3 separate regions of the Mus musculus genome follow, and all the other regions are linked to region 3. Evidence: chromatin contacts called from public promoter capture Hi-C data. All regions are on one chromosome and are shown on one strand. Each heading gives the region's core, a stretch centred on a gene start, on an enhancer-like site or on the middle of the called end of the contact. The rest is flanking DNA. Distances are from core to core; before and after follow the strand shown. Region 1 holds the start of Rcan2 (regulator of calcineurin 2). Region 2 holds the start of Slc25a27 (solute carrier family 25, member 27). Region 3 holds the start of Enpp4 (ectonucleotide pyrophosphatase/phosphodiesterase 4).

The links. Promoter capture Hi-C pulls out the DNA fragments that hold promoters and counts their contacts. Capture Hi-C pulls out chosen DNA fragments and counts their contacts.
Region 1: a promoter capture Hi-C map of neural stem cells shows a contact between it and region 3. The contact joins the promoter of Rcan2 here to the promoter of Enpp4 in region 3. A contact is called at or near these places in 8 of 39 promoter capture datasets (the 3T3-L1 cell line, cranial neural crest, embryonic stem cells and 4 more), 3 of 484 Hi-C or Micro-C datasets (all in embryonic stem cells) and 1 of 115 datasets of contacts at active chromatin or transcription factors (stem cell-derived neural progenitor cells).
Region 2: a promoter capture Hi-C map of adipose tissue shows a contact between it and region 3. The contact joins the promoter of Slc25a27 here to the promoter of Enpp4 in region 3. A contact is called at or near these places in 12 of 39 promoter capture datasets (the 3T3-L1 cell line, 3T3-L1-derived adipocytes, the C10 cell line and 6 more), 3 of 115 datasets of contacts at active chromatin or transcription factors (embryonic stem cells, memory CD8 T cells and pancreatic cancer cells) and 3 of 9 other capture datasets (adipose tissue, liver and pancreatic islet).

What each region holds. Positions count from the first base shown.
Region 1 is chr17:43,799,757-43,803,643 of GRCm38.p6, reverse strand. Rcan2 (regulator of calcineurin 2) reads right to left here and starts at 1,793. Exons shown (of 5, transcript NM_207649.1): 1 at 1,548-1,793. Gm34773 (a long non-coding RNA gene) reads left to right here and starts at 3,261. Exons shown (of 3, transcript XR_385586.2): 1 at 3,261-3,673.
Region 2 is chr17:43,665,807-43,669,424 of GRCm38.p6, reverse strand. Slc25a27 (solute carrier family 25, member 27) reads left to right here and starts at 2,211. Exons shown (of 9, transcript NM_001357122.1): 1 at 2,211-2,525. The coding sequence starts at 2,423. Cyp39a1 (cytochrome P450, family 39, subfamily a, polypeptide 1) reads right to left here and starts at 2,053. Exons shown (of 12, transcript NM_018887.4): 1 at 1,631-2,053. The coding sequence starts at 1,816.
Region 3 is chr17:44,103,486-44,107,116 of GRCm38.p6, reverse strand. Enpp4 (ectonucleotide pyrophosphatase/phosphodiesterase 4) reads left to right here and starts at 1,309. Exons shown (of 4, transcript NM_199016.2): 1 at 1,309-1,468. Gm34917 (predicted gene, 34917) reads right to left here and starts at 1,333. Exons shown (of 4, transcript NR_167720.1): 1 at 1,050-1,333.

The sequences.
Region 1 (3,887 bases), core at 544-3,043, 300 kb after region 3:
GTTATGCAAGTGTGATGAGTACTTGCAAATGAGAAAGCTCTCGAGTTCCCACTCCTGTTAAATGTTCCTCACTGGAGAGAGCCGCATCCTCCAAGATTTAGGTGGGTTAGGAAGGGCACACACCTCTAAGCATTTACTAAGATCTTACAATCTGGCCACTTTTGTTGAGGACACTTCTCTCTCCCCAAATCCTCTGGACCACATTCAAAGTAAGAGATGCTCAGGAAAGGCTGATTCAATTTCCAGTGCATTGGAAAGCCAATCACAACCCCCATTGCAGGCTAATTGAGCTTGATGACCGGTCATATGTGGTGTAATAGCTTCACAAGGCTGAAAGGGAAATCAATGTGGGGACTGAAAACCTGCCAAGTGTTCACTCCTGGGCCCCACAGCCCATGCTGGCCTGCTTCTTGACTCTTCCTACCTAATGTCCATCTTCATGATACCCTGGTCAGCAAGAACTGCTCTGTGGACAACACTCCCTTGTCCTATATTTTGGATTTTCTATCATCAAGGACAAGCAAGGTTCGGAAGTTAAGTTGGGTTGTAAACATGCTTCATGTTTCGTAAAGTTTCTCTATACACAAATCACGGCTAGAGAATACTTTACCATCCTTTTATTTCCATCCGTGGGAAATGATAGGACTACATAAAGAGAAACAAGAAACGGGTTTTGTTGTTATTGTTGTCTTTGCTAAAATGAGGTTTTAAGACAGTGTTGGCAGTGGGTGTAATAATCCCTCCACTGACCATTTCTATCCCAATATAAGAAACAAAACGTGCCAAAGTATGCAGTCTTGTTGAATCCATCAGGGATAAGAAAGAAAGGAAAAAAGAAAAAAAAAAAAGGACAAACAGCAAGGCCTTGAAGAATAAATCATTAACCACAAGTCAAATCGAGGCACCCTGGCAACCAGCGAGATGTAGAGGCAGCCGAGAGGAATCAGGTAGCTGAGACTGCCTTGTCCCCTCTGATGACTTCTGGAGAGAAACACCCCACAGGCACGACGAACCCGGCACACCGCGCTCCTGTCCATGTCACTTTTCAAACTTGAAGTTATTTTTAGATGACCCAAGCCGGCTAAGCCCAGGCAGGACAATTCTCAGCCCGCTGTGCCCGAAAGCCCCTTTGCCTCTCCCTAAAAAATTTGGTAAAGCTTGGGAAGACAGGGGTCTCCTCATTTTTTTTCCTTTACTCACTGCTTTGCTGGACACCCCTAACTCCTCTAAGCCCAAATCCCGGGGACACTGGAGTTATTCTGGATCCTCCAAGTCCCTATACACCTGCTGCTGCACCTGGGAAGGTGGACCCTTGGCCAGTAGGATGGGGAGGGGGCTTTTGGAGACTAGCGCCTCCTAGAGGGGGTCATGGGAAACCTGTCTCTGGGGATGCTTTGGGGACTGGCCAGGAGAGAAGATCTCTCCAGCCCTGCCCCTGAGCCCAGCAATGCTTGATTCCCATTGTCCGGGTCCCCTGGCACCCAGGTGTTCAGCCCTGGTGGGACAGGGGACAGGGTCGATGGGGCCTGCGCCGTTACGTAACCGACCTGCAGGACGTCTGCGATGCGCCGCTGTGGCGGCGGTGACAGTGGCAGCGGCTCGGGGGTCCTCGGGGCAGCAGGCTGCGGGCGCGGCTCTGCCTGTTCACCTGACGGCCGGGGCGAGCGCGGAGCCCGCGGGCCTGGGCGTGGAGCCGTGCGCACTGAGCGCCGCCTCCCGCTCTCCGGGTCGTGGGGTCACCCGGGCTGTGCCTCCTGCTGGTGCTCCCGCAACCTCCACCGCCGTCACCCGGGACAAAGCGGCTCCGGGGAGGGGCCGAGCCGGCGGCTCTCGACCAAGCCAGTGGAGATGGGCGCGCCCCCAGCTCCGACTCATCGGGCCAACCTCCAATCAGACCCCAGGGAAGCCAAAGCCCCTGACTGGCCTCCTTTGGTCGCCTCCCTCCTGACCAGTCGCCCTTCTGGGTCCCTCACCCACCTCCACCTCCTGGGCTTCCACCCGGCGCTCAGCTGCACACCCCTCCTTTGCGATCTCAGGCGAGCTGGACCCTTTGCAGGAACCTGACACAGGAGCCTGTCCCCAAAGGCAATGCCTTTCCAAAGAAGAGGCTCCCGGGTCATCTCCCCCATCCCCCGTTGAGGACTTTTTTTTTTTTTTTTTGAGGGTCAAAGAGGGGTGAGATCGCTCTTGGAGCGAAGCATCTGCATACAAGGATACTAAAAAATAAAAGGACAGAGAAGAAACTGTGGGTCCGTAGAACTAGGGGGTTGTTTTCTCACAGGTCGACCTCTGGCTAACTAAGGAACTGTCTGGAAGCCACTCTTGAGTGCTCAAGAGCGACTATGCTTGGTGGGTGCTGGCGCCCTCTGGCTGGGGCTGTGAGTGAGCCCTGCCCACACCATTGAAGGTGCCCTGTGCCGGTTTCACAGTTTTGCCAGGAAAGACTCACAACCACCAGACCTGGGGGAGAGAAAGAAGGACTTGGGTGTTCAAGGATTCCTAATGTGTAAGACTTTGGGTCCCTAGGAAAAGGGAGACTAGTATTTATACAAGGTAAAGGGGAAGGGGCGTGTCGGAGGTGGAACAATACAGGGAGGATTTACTTCTCAACCAAATGAACCCATTCTGAAGACTGTGCAAAATTATGCAGCTCAAGAACAAGGAAGCCTGTGACTTGTGGTGGCACAGACGGGGACAGGACTGAATCTCATGGCAAGAGTACCTCAATGACACAAAATGATTAGCGTTTGGAGACCGTGGAAACTGAAGGATAGAGGAGACCAACCTCAAAGCAGATAGAATGGCAGATAGGAATAAGTTTTGTGTCATGTCGCCTTTCTCACTGTTGTATACTTGAACCTTTTCCTGCATCCACTTGGTTGGTTCTTAATAACAGTATTAAAACTGCATTGAAGTAATAGTTCTCTTCTCTTCTCTTCTCTTCTCTTCTCTTCTCTTCTCTTCTCTCTCCCTCTCTCTCTCTTTCTCTCTTCCTCCCACCCTCCCTCCTTCCCTCCCTCCCTCTGTGTGTGTCTCTGTGTGTGTGTGCCTATCTCTGACTCTCTGTCTCTGTGTGTATCTTGCTGCCTACTCTCTCTCTCTCCCTCCCTTCCTCTGTGTGTGCCTCTGTGTGTGTGTGTGTGTGTCTGTCTCTGACTCTGTCTCTGTGTATATCTTTTGGCTCTCTCGCTCTCGCTCGCGCTCTCTCTCTCTCTCTCTCTCTCTCTCTCTCTCTCTCTCTCTCTCTCTCTCCTTTCTGTGTATCTGAGTGTCTTGCTGCCTCTGTGTGCCTGTTTTTCTGTCTGTCTCTGTGTGTCTGTCTGAGAGAGGGGGGGTGCTTAGCTCTTCTATCCGCTTAATCTGCATTAAATATAAGCACAGAATTAAATAAACATTTCAGAGTTGAAAATGACCTTCGATGTCATCACGCTTTGGGCATGCACATTCTACATGTTTGTTAATTTGACAGAATTGCAAGTTCGGAGAGAAATTTCTTTTTGAAAGGACCTTCTTATATGGAGCAAAAACATCTCTAGAATTTTCTCGTACAGGCTATAGCTCACATCTGAAAGTCATCATGGAAATCAAGCCCCATTCCTCTTCCAACTAACTATTTTTGAAACCTAGGAAGATAGCCATCACGTCTGGTGCACCTGGAACTTCGGCTTTTCAGGTAATATAGCTTCAAGGCTTTCAACAAAATTTCAAGGTAGCAATTCTTAGACTCACCGTGTGTTGACTTTGATCACAAGGAGGTCCATTTTTGTGAGTCTATATTTACATAAAACAAAGTTTTTGGTTGCAGAATATATTTTTGTTAAAGTTTTGGAAAATGAGAGAAATACATTTTTATCCCTGTGTGCTATGTGCTAATGTGGGTTCACATG
Region 2 (3,618 bases), core at 962-3,461, 440 kb after region 3:
TAAGTGAAGCTTATAGTGGTGGAATTTGTTAGGCTTAACAAATCTCATGCAGTACTTAACAGGGTATGTTTTCATCATGACCCTATTCTTAGTCGAGTTATTTTTGTGCATCAGTGACTGACAGGCATATTACAGCACCCATATAAAGTAGCTGGCAGGCGTGGAACAAGATGGCTACAGCTATGCACGCCTCAACACAGATAAGTTTTAAATGTTCAACTGCATGCACATAAGAATATCCATTGAGGGAATGGTTGAAACAACGAAAAGCAGTTAGCAGCAACCCATATCACCCAACTACTGGAATTTAAATAAAATATCTTATCCTTATTTGATGAAATACAGCCATCAAAGACTAGAATATGGCTCAGTGGACAAAGTGCTTGCTGTGCCAACATGAGGATCAGAGTTCAAATCCCCAGACCCCAGGCAAAACCCAGACATAAAAGCTCGCATCCCTAATTCTCCAGAAGCCAGGGAGACAGAGACAGGCAGTTCCCAGAGGCTTGTTAAACAGCCAGTCTTAGCTGACTGGATGAGCTCCAGATGCAGTTTGAGGACCTGTCCCAACAAAATGTAGTGGAAAAACAAACTAGGAAGACACCCTGGTGCAAACCTTTGAACTCCATGTAGTCCTTCATGCATGGATTAGAACACCAACACATGAGTGTACACACACAGAAGTGGGGGAGGGCTAGAAGAAATACTAAATGATAAGAAAATATTATTCATATATTGTGTTTACATGGAATATGGGCATGTGTGTATCACAGCGCCCATGTGGGGGTCTGAGAACAATCTGAGAGAGCTGATTCTCTCCTTCCACCATGTGGGTTCTAAGGTTCAGTCTCAAGATGCCAGGCTTGGCAGCAGACACCTTTACCCACCGAGCCCTCTTGCTGGCCCTCCACCTCAGTTTTTGAGACAAAGCCTCTCTCACTGAACCTGGAGGGGTTGAGGTATGGACTCAGGTTTTTGTGGTTGCTGCAGAAAGCACTTCATCCACCATGCTGGCTTCCCAACCAAAACCACAGTAAGATCTTGGCCGCCAAAATATGAATAGAAATTAAAAGGCCAGCCAGTAAAAGTGCCTTCTCTAAACTGTTCAACATTCAGTAGCTGCTTTATGGGAAAAAAAAAAAAAAAAAAAACCCTTACAGTGGAATCCATTACTTATTTCCTCAGGGCAGGGAATAAGGGAGGGAGGAACTCACCAATAAAATAGTATCTGGTGGTAGGGATGGGGAGAGAAAGAAAGAATATTGGGGAGCTTTTAATCTGTAAAGATCAATTTAGCAAATCAAGTTTTATAAAATCGTAGAGTTACCTCTACTTGTGATACAAATTTATTACTCGTTTTCACAAACTGAAATCATGGAAACTCTTCTGTCGCCGCCCCCAAACTACAAGCTTACATCTGCAATGTTAATAAACACCCACTTAGAATTAACTGCAGGGAATTACTAACAGTCAAAAGACCTGACTATTTCCAACAAGGTATGTAGAGAAACAGAGTAGACGAATTGCCGGAAGTATGTGTATGCCCAATGTTCCAACACTGAGTTTAATAAAAGAAAAATTAGAAAAGGAAATACTACCTCCCTCCAAACTCCCTGTCACTGCTACATACCTTGATTCTTGCTTTTTCTATAAATTCAAGAGGGGCTTTCCCAAACTCAAGTCCAGCTCCAATCCAGGGAATCCAGCCTTGGATGCACGGGGGTCCAAGCAAATTCTTCAACCGAGAGAATAAGAAAAGAACACAGCTTCCCAGAACGGCGATTGCTATTGGTGAGAATAACTCCATAATGCCCATCTTCCAGAATCAACAGACGTTTGAAAACGTCCTTCTCCAGGGGAATCTCCTAGTCCCCCGCCGACTGAGGAAAATGCGCCCAGTTTTGCAAACTCTGAGCCGAGAAACTTTTTAAACAAATTCTCTTGCGTAACTGTGGTTCCTTTGCCCCGCCCCAGTTTTTGTGTGATTTTTGCATTGTGGCTATCTTCCACCTTCCCACGGCTTTCAAATTATGAGAAAAAAAAAAAAAAAAAAAAAAAAAAAAAAAGCTTTGATTTGAACTGGGCTGGGCTGGGCTGGGACGGAGGAGGCGGGAACACATCCTGAGGCGGCGGAGCTCGAGTAAACTAGCTGTTTGCAGCGGGCGCCTAGCTACCAGCCAATCAGAGAAGTCGCTGAGCCCCCAAGAACTACATTTCCCAGAAGCCTCTTGGGTGCGGCTTTGTTTTTCAGCACCTGAGGCCGCCGGACCGGTCCAGCTACCAGGCGGGCGGCGCCTTTGCAGAGCGTAATAAAGGCACATGGTCCTGACCTGACCTCTCTCGGGCTGAAAAGGGGCGGCGCCGGCAGGGTGGCAGGTTCCCAGGCGACCAGCGGTGCCCAGTGGTCCTGACTTGCTGCTGAATGCCTATCGCCGAGGAGGAGAAGCTGCTGCCGCTCACGCAGAGATGGCCCCGGACGAGCAAGTTCCTACTGTCCGGCTGCGCCGCAACCGTGGCCGAGCTAGGTACCGGCCGCCCCCGCCTCGGCCTCCCCAGCGAGTGGCTGCGGCATCGTGCTGGGGGAGGGATGGGCGGGCAGCCTCACTCCTGGCTGGAGTGCATCTTCAGAGGTTGGACCCTCGCAAGGATGTGGTCAGGTGCCCAGTAGGCCAGCTTCGGGAGGAGCGTGGATTGGAGGTGTCCAGGGTCCTTGTCTTCCCATCCCCAGGGATGTTGTCTTATGCCTGAGTGAGTACTCTTGGGCTCTTCATGAGCCCTATACCTCTCTAGGAAACATTTCCCCTTTCGTAAGGATGACCTTTATAGAACCATAATCCATTTGTTCACAGTTTTTTGGTTTGGTTTTGGTTTGTTTTTTTCTTTTTCATCCTCCCTGGGATCGTTTTTTGTGGTTTATAGTCTTATGCTGCCTCGGGAGTCTTTAAGATTTGAGTTGGGGGAAGGGGGACAGTGAGTCCTACCTTGAGGGACTCCAATTGTTAACCATCCCTCTGGAACATTTGCTTAATGCCAGTCAGCCACATCACTTCTCTGAGCCTATACCCGTTAAGGGGAATTCTGAGAAGTAATTTTTATATGTGGTAAATGCAAGGTAGGGGCAGCATTATTCCAGTTGATGCAGTAGTGGGTCCTGGATATACAATTGCAAAAAACCCCAGTGTGGCCTTCTTCCAGGCTCAGTGGGGTGGCGGGTGGGGGGTGGCACATGCAGAGAAAGACATTTATTTACAGCTGCTGCCTGTTGCAGAGAAGCTATTTCTGTGTGTTCCAAGAACATTATAGGAACAAAACAAAACAAGACAGATCCATCTGCCTAAGTGAGTTCAAAGAAACAAACAACAACAACAAATAAATAAATAAGTAAATAAACAGACCACCTAAAGTGGATTACGGCACTATGGCATGAGCAAAGGGTGGGGGTGTTGTTGTGGTTGTTGTTGTTTTTCAGGAAGGGGGCAGGGAGGTTTTGAGTACAACCTGTGGTCTCTGTGAAGCTATTTGAGATTACCCTTACATTTTTTTGTCCATTAAAAAAAGAAAGAAAGAAAAAGGAAAATGTCTCTGGTGCATTAGTTATTTGAAAATGTTATCCAACCG
Region 3 (3,631 bases), core at 60-2,559:
GGTTGGTCCAGGACTTGCTCTGCAGATGAGGAGATAAAGCTCAAACAGGTTGAGGCACAACCTTACTCAGTGCCCAACATTACTCAGTGCTGGCCAAGCCAACCTGTGGGTCCAAGACGCTCCAGTTTGTGAATGTACAGGATAGCTGGAGGCTTGAAACTGGAATCAATAATGAACTGACTACACTCATATTAAAATTGTCTCCTTGATTGCACCCAGGCTCTGAATTATGGCTGTACTCTCAACTCAGAGCAGGGTACCAAATTCAGCCTTTGACGTTTAATGCCCAGAACCCAATAAATCCAGCTACTGGGTTTCCAGCTAAGTCTTTTAGATTTCAGGGTATAGTATATGATTTTGATATCCTTAACTCGATTAATTGTATCCCCTTAAGTATCTTGTGTGTAGATACTGTAATGAAAACATTTTCTGAGCACTTGCATCTTAACAGAGGAAGCATTTAAACATGGAGTACCTTAACATACCTCGTTAAACCCAAAAATCATTGAGTAAGTCCATGCATGTCAGGTTCACCTTTGGGCATTAGAGATACAAAGAAAAAATACTAACCTCTTTGTCAACTATGTCTGGGCAATACAAATATTAAAGAAATATATCTCGGGCAATTCTGCTAATTAAGTTTGAAGTTGGATAATTCAGCTATTAATACTAGTTTTAAAGGCACGAGCATAATTTCACATCCACGGCTGTGGCAAAATTAGAACAAACTTAGTTTGAGGACCCCAACAGACTTTTATTTGGGACTGTAGAAACAGACAACACCTTATTCTAAATAGAAGGAATGTGCGCGTGAGATGACCAGAGGATGATTTTAAAACAGAAAGGGAATTTTAAAAGGCAGAAACATGACCAGAAAAAAAAAATGAACTGGTTGTTTCAGAGTGTCTTTCCTTGTGCAGGTGAAGGCAAAAGGAACTTCTTCGTCTTCTGCCTAAAACAAGGGACCCACAACAGAGTAATAAGAAAAGGGCAGCCAGGGCGGGTGAGAGGGTGGGAAAGGCAAACCTCTCTGTCCAGCTCCATTCTACCTGTCTCCGAGTGGTACCGTTAAATGAACCAATGGGTAAGGGAGTCCCATTCACCGCGGGCTCGGGCATCCAATCCGGGTACGCGTCTCACACTCGGCGGTCGGCCCCAGGCGCTCTCTGCGGCGTCCCGCAGCAGCTGCGCACTGGGAGCCTCCGGAGCGCCCCGGGGCAGCGCCAGTCTCTGCGGGGGCCCGCGCGCGGGGGGTGGGGGGGGGCGTCCGCTACTGCGCAGGCGTCCCAGGAAGCGCTCCGCGGAGCCGCGCTCCGCCCGCGTCCGCCGACCAGATAGTGGCCGGGAGCGCGGGGTTCCGCTAGCGCTGAGTTCCGCGCGCCAGACCGAAGTGGCGGTGGAGGCGGGTGAGTCCCGGAGGGAAATGCCACTCCCTTCCCCAGCTCGCCGAGGGCGGAGGGTAGAGACGGTGAGAGCTTCTGGTTCCTTCTTCTCCACCCGCGGGTCGGTTCCGCTAGTGGAGACGCGCGTGGGGTGACCAGGGAGGCGGGGAGGAGGAGCATACGGCGGCAGGTGGATGTCAACTGTGGCGTTAGGTGAGGGGCGGGGGTCATGGCCGGGGTCAGGGTCAGGGTCAAGGCGTAAGGGCGGGGCCACGGCTGCCTGGGTGTCAGCTTCAGGGTCAGTGCTTTCGTGCTGTCAATTGGCATTCCTGATCTAAAATGTAGAGAGCAGGCTGAGGGAGATGCCGGATGCTGGGTAGGCGCTGCGCAAACAACCCTTCCCAATGCTGGAGCCAGCCCTGAGCCTGGATGGCTGTCCAGCCAGTGACTGGAAAAAAAATCCCCTGTACCTTTGGTGGGACTCCAGAGGAGCCAGCTGCAGAGAGAAGCACGCGGATGTGTGGGTTTCCCCTTTCTTCCAGTTTCCCCAGAGATTTCTCAGTTTTAGGGGGACTGTTGAGTTTTCGTGCTTCTCCCCTGCCTTACCCCTCAACTAAGTTTAAAGGCAGTTTTACTGGGTGTGCCTGGGAAGAAAGTTTGTTGGATGTACATCATGGGGCATTTTGTGTGCAGTAAGATGTAACTGAGTTGAAGATGCTATGTGTGGCCTAGAACAGCGGAGAACCATTTAGAATCGTAGAATCATTGAGACTTAGAAAACTTTCAGGGAGTTGGGTTTCTTCCCTTAGGTTAAGCACTTAATAAAAATCTATGGGTAAACCACCTGTTACCTGTGCCACACGGGCAATAAAGGATATTGCTATTTTAAAGCCACATTTGAATTTCTTTGCTTCAAAGAGCAGAGGGAATGCTAAGGCTGATCAGGGACTTTTCCCTTACCCTCTTCCAGTCCAAGCCTTCGATGGTCTAGGATTCAGTGAGAGCTGATGGACGTTTAGGCAAACAGTTAACCCAGAGGAGGCAAGGGATATTTCCCCACCCCCACCCCCAAACTGGAGACTATATCAGATTTCCAGTTACTGCTAGTCCAGATATATCTGCCCTTTCCCCTCCCCTGCCCCCCTTTTTAAATTCCCTTTGGGGTTTTGTTGGGGTGAGAATTACAGAATTTCTTACAGCATTTTATAATTTCACTCCTGGATCCATGGCTTTCTCATTCCATGAAAATGGTCTGAGGACCTTTGGATGGGCGATTTGTTTATAGCTGAAGACTCAGTGTTAGCATGAAACATGGATCTCTACTCTGCTGAGGAAAGCTGTCCTGACAGACATGGCTCTGTTTAGCTCAGAGAGTGGTGTCCGGCTTGTTAACTTGTAATGTTTCTATACATGTTACAAGCAAGAAATTAAGATGGTAGTAAACTTTCTGAATCCTACCAGTCGGTAGACTAAAGAGCTACCATGGATAGAAAGAGACTAAAGTCTTCTTAGTTTATCATTAGTTCCATTGTAACATTCTGCCTGCCATAGCACAGGCCTAACTAACTTTATAACTAAAATGGATGAGGGAAGTGAATATTGAGGACCTGCTCCTAAACTTTATGCATTGACCTTTTACCTACAAGAACGGGAAGCTAGGAGAGAACAGATGGCCAAGGACCCTATCTTCTGGCAGACTTTTCTACTCTGTCCACATTGCTGAGCTTAAAGACAAGCAGTGCTTTCGATTCCCCTAAGAGTTCTGGGATTCATAATAGCACGTGTTCTGTTTTGTTTTGTTCTGTTTTGTTTTGTTTTTAAACATCCTCTTTATTCAGGATTTGGGGAAGAAAGTTTTTCTCATTTGTGTTTTGTGGGAGAAGGGCAGACATAGGTTTCGCTATGTGGTATCACTTTGAATATAGGAAGTAGTGCAAGACATTTTCACGTTAAAAACACCCAAATCTGCATTATAAGATGTAAAATTCACACCATTTTTGAGGTAAGATGAAATAATAAAGATGTTTGCTCTTTTGTGGTGGGACATTTAAGGATACAGTTCCACTTTTTAAAATATATGTTGATATGTAAGATACAATTAGATTCACTCATTTAAGTGTACAGCTTTCTGAAGCTGTAACCACCATCACAGGCAATCTGAAGGCACTTTTTACCACCCCCAAAGGAAACTTCCTTCCCTCTGACATTTATTGGTACTTTCTCACAAGCCTACCCCTAAGACCGTCTAT